2 separate regions of the Drosophila melanogaster genome follow, and region 1 is linked to region 2. Evidence: chromatin contacts called from public Hi-C data. All regions are on one chromosome and are shown on one strand. The core of a region is the stretch at or near the end of the contact, and the rest is flanking DNA. Distances in the headings are between cores, read along the strand shown.

Evidence for each region. Hi-C and Micro-C count contacts between places; a contact is called where the count stands out from the background.
Region 1: a contact with region 2 is called in a Hi-C map of the Kc167 cell line, with 2.4 times the contacts expected there. A contact is called at or near these places in 83 of 107 Hi-C or Micro-C datasets (the Clone 8 cell line, the D17-c3 cell line, the Kc167 cell line and 28 more) and 5 of 7 datasets of targeted methods (the Kc167 cell line and the S2 cell line).

The regions. Positions count from the first base shown.
Region 1 is chr2L:21,308,775-21,311,474 of dm6, forward strand. It overlaps Mondo (mondo,), which reads right to left and starts at 1,276. Exons shown (of 12, transcript NM_165367.2): 1 at 1,165-1,276; 2 at 1-164. The coding sequence starts at 13. It overlaps crc (cryptocephal), which reads left to right and starts at 2,092. Exons shown (of 5, transcript NM_080158.3): 1 at 2,092-2,258.
Region 2 is chr2L:21,259,720-21,262,462 of dm6, forward strand. l(2)k14505 (lethal (2) k14505) reads left to right here and starts at 1,449. Exons shown (of 4, transcript NM_001273739.1): 1 at 1,449-1,615; 2 at 1,693-2,000; 3 at 2,058-2,238; 4 at 2,294-2,692. The coding sequence starts at 1,516. The coding sequence ends at 2,544.

The DNA.
Region 1 (2,700 bases), core at 26-2,525, 49 kb after region 2:
TATTCAGCATCATTTTCAACAGGTGCCAGGGGATGCCTATGCAAATAGTTTACTGTTGAGCCAAAATTTTGGCGGTTGCAGATTATGTCGATATGGCGAGGGCACATTTAATGGTTTTTTAATGTCTCTCGCGTAGTAAAGGCTTTTAAAAGCTGGTGCTGACCCTTTTTTAATTTGGATGGGGTTTTTCCATCATTTCAAAATATGTAAACGTTCGCAGACTATAAAAAAAAATATGTTTTGTCTTGCCTCGTGGTTAACACATTTATTAATTCTCTCATCTAGTGTTTGTCCTTGTCATTCTATTAACTAAATTACTAAAATAAGCGATTATTTGATAGAGACATAGCACGGTTTTAAGATTTTGATTTGTTTACAATGCCCGACACCTTCAGCTTTTCGTCATCGACACCTGTCCAATTGTTGCTTTTTCCGGAGCGAAGCTTCTCTAATGGCAAACACGCCCCGCTTTTGCCGTTATATGCGTCACACAGCACAATAACAACAATTTTCGCACACACACACACACACACAATCGCGGCGGGGTTGGCTGGGGATACGGACGTCAGAACGAGACGTCAGTGGCCGCTTGTAGCTCCTTGAACAGATAGTGAAGCCCCAACTACTCGTAAACACACGCGGATCTGATGGAAGGCCAACAAGGCGGGCAGAACCAGCGCAGAACGATCGGTTTCATTCCACAAACAGAACTGATCGGAGAACGAAGCTGCGAAACGCACATAACCTGTGCGCCGCACACAACACAACAATGAACAGCTGACGCGAAATCTCTCTCTCTCCCTACCTCGCTAGCGTTGCTTATCAGCTAGGAAAACGTACATACATATGTATATGTATGTATGTACGTGTTCTTCTATATGCGCAGATGTCAGGCAGCAATGTTGTCCCCCTCTCCACTATTACTATATGGAGCTCAGTCGATTTGACTCCTGGCATTCGGCCTTGCCATCCAGAGTATGCACTCCACAAGCAGTTCTGTGTTTGCACTTTTGACCTCTGGCTCAGCGCTGCCTTTGCATTTTGCCTTTTTCCGTTCCCACTCATATACACGCGCATGCACGCGCACCACAATTTCGGTACAACTGCAACTGCCCCCTATAGCAGAAACACGGGCAGTTAGCAGGCACGACGGACTACCAATACCACGCACACACGCGCAACACAAAGCTTCTACGTAGTTTAATCACAATATAGCACACATTAACCTATTGCGGGTAGCGAGCCCTCACCATCCCATCAGGGTTGTCAAGCATTTGGTGGCTCTGATAAACAGCACCCTCTTCCTAAAAATGGCTGAAAGCTGCGAGCCGAAAAACGCAAGAATGAGCATAATCACCCCAAACGTAAAGATTGGGAAGGGCAGCATACGAGGTCATATGTTTCCTGCTCCGAAATTGCAATACAATGAATTTAGGACGGCTATTTCCCGTAATTAGTTTCCAGTTTTATGGAATTGCTATTATATCTTTTTCCGACAGCACCTTGAAACCGCATCAATAAAAAGTTAATGCGTTGAGACTAATAGGAAAAACTAGAATATATACATATATTATACTCAAATGTAATGTGTTTTTTAAACATTGTTGTGCTTAAGTAATTAGGAAAAATTATGTAAAATGGATATTTTCCCTTTATGTTCACTATATTGTTTAAGTTAGAGAATAGAATACCCAGAATAAAATTAGTGATCACACATCAAAAAACTATCGATAAACATTGAATTAGTTCCGGTTAAAATTTAATAATAAGTATTCAAACTGCACACCTTGTTACAAAGTAGTGTAACTGCCTAATTCTTTATCAGCAGACTAGAGGATTTCGCACTCCCATGTTCTTTTGCTTAAATACCTTTCTCGGGCTTATATTAGACATTATACTTTCAGAGAATTTTTTCATTTGTACTGTTAGAAGGTTCTTAATGAAATTGCTGTTCAGTTCAAAATTTTTATATAGTCATTTAATAATACTTTACGAATGATTTTGTGCGCTTTAGATTTGTGAGAAAAAGGGGTGGGATTATTTAGTAGAAAGTAGCAAGGCATTTCCCGATCTGGTAACACTGATTCCAACACTCATTACCGTTCCAAATGAAACGCAAAAAGGTTCAATTGTTATTTTCTCTCACGATTTCGGCATTTATATTAACCTAAAGATGGCTCTATAGTTTGCGCGCAAGCAAAAACAAGCAGCACCTAGGTGCCCAAACACAACAAAATGGAAACGTATAAAAATCAAAAGTGAGTATACACCAAGCTAAATTCTCGCTAATTTCGCAATTTATCACGCACACTGCCGCACTTGGCGTTCTACTCATTCATTGTTGCTGCACGTGTGTTGGTGGCATTGCCTTGTATGGATTTTCAATTGACCGGGCGAACGTGGCAAATCAAAACTCAGTGGGGCATGCCACCTGGTAAAGGTAAAGAAATTGGCTGACGCAATCGCCGACTGGAGTTGAGTAATGTGCGTTGCAAGTCGCCTGCACGTGCGAAAATGAGATGACTCACCACAGTAAGGACTACCCCAAGCGGACACAGCCCAGGACAGAGCTGTTTAAACCGGCTGCGCGATTGCAGCTCTACCCTTGCATTCTATATTTACCTAAAATGTTAAAACATAATTACTATATTACTAAGCTAGAGGGGAGAAAGAAGTTTTCAAAAAGAAAATTAAAATCAA
Region 2 (2,743 bases), core at 199-2,698:
TTCCTTGAAAACAGGTAAAAGGAAATGTTCCCAACAGCTTATTCAATCTGGCTCTGCCCTTTCGTTTGAATAAACTGATACGTCAAAATTCTTATAGAGTAAAAGGGTATATTAGATTCCTTGTTAAGTATATAACAGGCAGAAGGAAGCGTTTCCGACAATGTAAAGTATATTCTCGATCAGGATCAATGGCCGAGTCGATCTAGGTATGTCCGTCTGTCCGTATGAACGTCAAGATCTCAGGAACGATAAAAGCTAGAAGGTTGCTAGTCAGGGAAGTCGACTATAGCATTCTCTCTTGTTTTTAATCAATATTTTGCCATTTTTGATCAATTTTTATCAAACAGCGTGGCAGTTTTTTGCGGTTTTAGGGCTATAGAATGGGCGGGTCAAAAAGTTGTTTGGCAAATCGACAGAAATTTTTAAGACTAATAAAAATATGAATAAATATCAAAACATTTTTCAAAAGTTTGATTATTATCCTCGTTTTTCTCGATGTTTATGTAGGCACGCTCCATATCTGCTTTTAATCAAAACATTGAACAACACAAAAAATGTAACAGTAACTATGTTTGGGATAGAATGATTGATAAATGAGTGCTTGCAACAGGTCCTGAAATTTATAGACTGAACGGTTACCCGATATATATATATATATGTATGTATATGTTGTTAGTTATTCATTGGTTACAAATTAATTTATTTTATTGTATTGCTTATATAAAGACATGAGTTTATAATTTAATGGTGGATACAGATTTTTTCTAATTTAAAGTAGCAACCGAAAGTTACAACAAAACTAGTATGTGTAATCTATACATCCCACATTAGTAGTACAGAATAATTTAGTAATAATATATATACATACTTTATAATGGTACGAATTAATCCATTTGAAAATTTGTATGTTACAACTTTAGAACATTTGTTTGCCCAAAAATAAGGATTCATATTTTTAAATAAAATTCTTATAAAGGAATGTGTTTAGATGGTTAGAAAGAGCCACCACTATCTTAGAATATGTTGCTAAAGTTTCAGCGTTGCAAGCTTATTTCAGAACGTTGCCTCAATCATACTAACGCCCACAACTGTCACTGCTACAGTTTTGGAAAAGGTTTTGATTTTATCATTTGTCTTGCACATTGTATCGATGTGCCAAAAATATGATGAGGCCAAACATATACAATGGTCATATCCAATAGTCAGAAATTAATAAAAACAAACAAGTTTTTTAAAAATACCGCACATGCAATTAGTGCGCATAGTGACATCTGCAGTCGCTAAAAGAGACCCAAGTGTTAAAAGCTTACTCGACTAGAAGCTATAAATGGCGATTAATTCCTCTAAGGGAATACCCTCGATGTCCTTATGAAGGCAGTGGAGTAGCACAGAAAGGTAAACAGTACCTACGACTGATTTATTGAGATTTGTGGAAAAAGTACTACAGCCACACTGAAAACTCAACTCTGCTGTTAAACAGCTGAAGACAAGTAGACAGGCAGACAAACTCTAAAAATGAACGGAAAGTATGTAGTTAGCGCCATCCGAGCTCTCCGGTTGACCAATTTCAGCCAGTGCAAAGGAGCCGCTAGCAGTTTCACTGTGCGCCACTATGGTAAGCCGCGATAGCCAGAATAAAAACGTGTGTTGCCATTTCATAACATCCCGCGATCGGCGGTTCTTCTCCTGCAGCCTCTCCTCCCAAGCGATTCTACAAGAAGACTTCCGTACTGAGCGGCGACAGCGGCTATGAAGTGGTGTTGGATCACCGGAAACTGAAAACGCCCAAGGGCACACCCTTCATCGTCCGCAGCGAACCCCTGGCCATTGCTGTAGCCACTGAGTTCGACGCTCAGAAGGAAAACATCGAGCGTTCCCGCATGCACTTATCCGCGCTCTGCTTCACGGCCATTGACAATCCCAATCACCTCTCCAAGTTGGACATGGTCAACTACCTTCTCAACTTCATCGCCACAGACACGGTGCTCTTCCAGTACGATGTGAGTGAATCAACTGAGAATTAGAGTGCACATTCCACAGACATATATCTTTTGCAGGACGAAAAGGACCTGCAGGACCTTCAGGTGAATGAATGGGACCCGGTGATCGCCTGGTTCAACCAGCGCTACGACACAAACCTGCAGAAGACCATGAACATAACGCCGCCTCAGGTCAGCGAGCAGGATAAAATGAATGTCGCAAAGCATTTTCAGTCCTACAGTTTGGAAACTCTGCATGGTAATGCAGACCATAAGTCTGGAGTTCAACGTCTATTAAATATATTTTCCTCCAGGCTTCATTTTCGCTGTGGACACCTTAAAGTCGATTGTCCTTGCCTGCGCCGTCATCGAGCAGATGCTTACCGTGGAGAAGGCTGTGGCCCTGGCGCGTCTAGAGGAAGAATACCAACTTAAGTTCTGGGGTCGCGTGGAGTGGGCACATGATTTAAGCCAACAGGAGTTGCAAGCACGCCTGGCGGCTGCCGTGCTCTTCGTACACCTTAACTGTTCGGAAAACCTTGTTAAGCAAAAGATAATTCTTTAAAATTAAAATACCTGTTCAACATACATATGAGCTGACTACCACAGGGTTATGGTAGCACGTATGTAGGTCTCCTAGGACCTAGGACATAATAATAGATGTATATAAATCGTGCCTAGTTTGAAACTTATCAAGGTCAGGTCATCCTCCCTTTTTTTTTAGCTCTTACCGGTTTTTTTTTGTTGTAATAATACGGTTTATA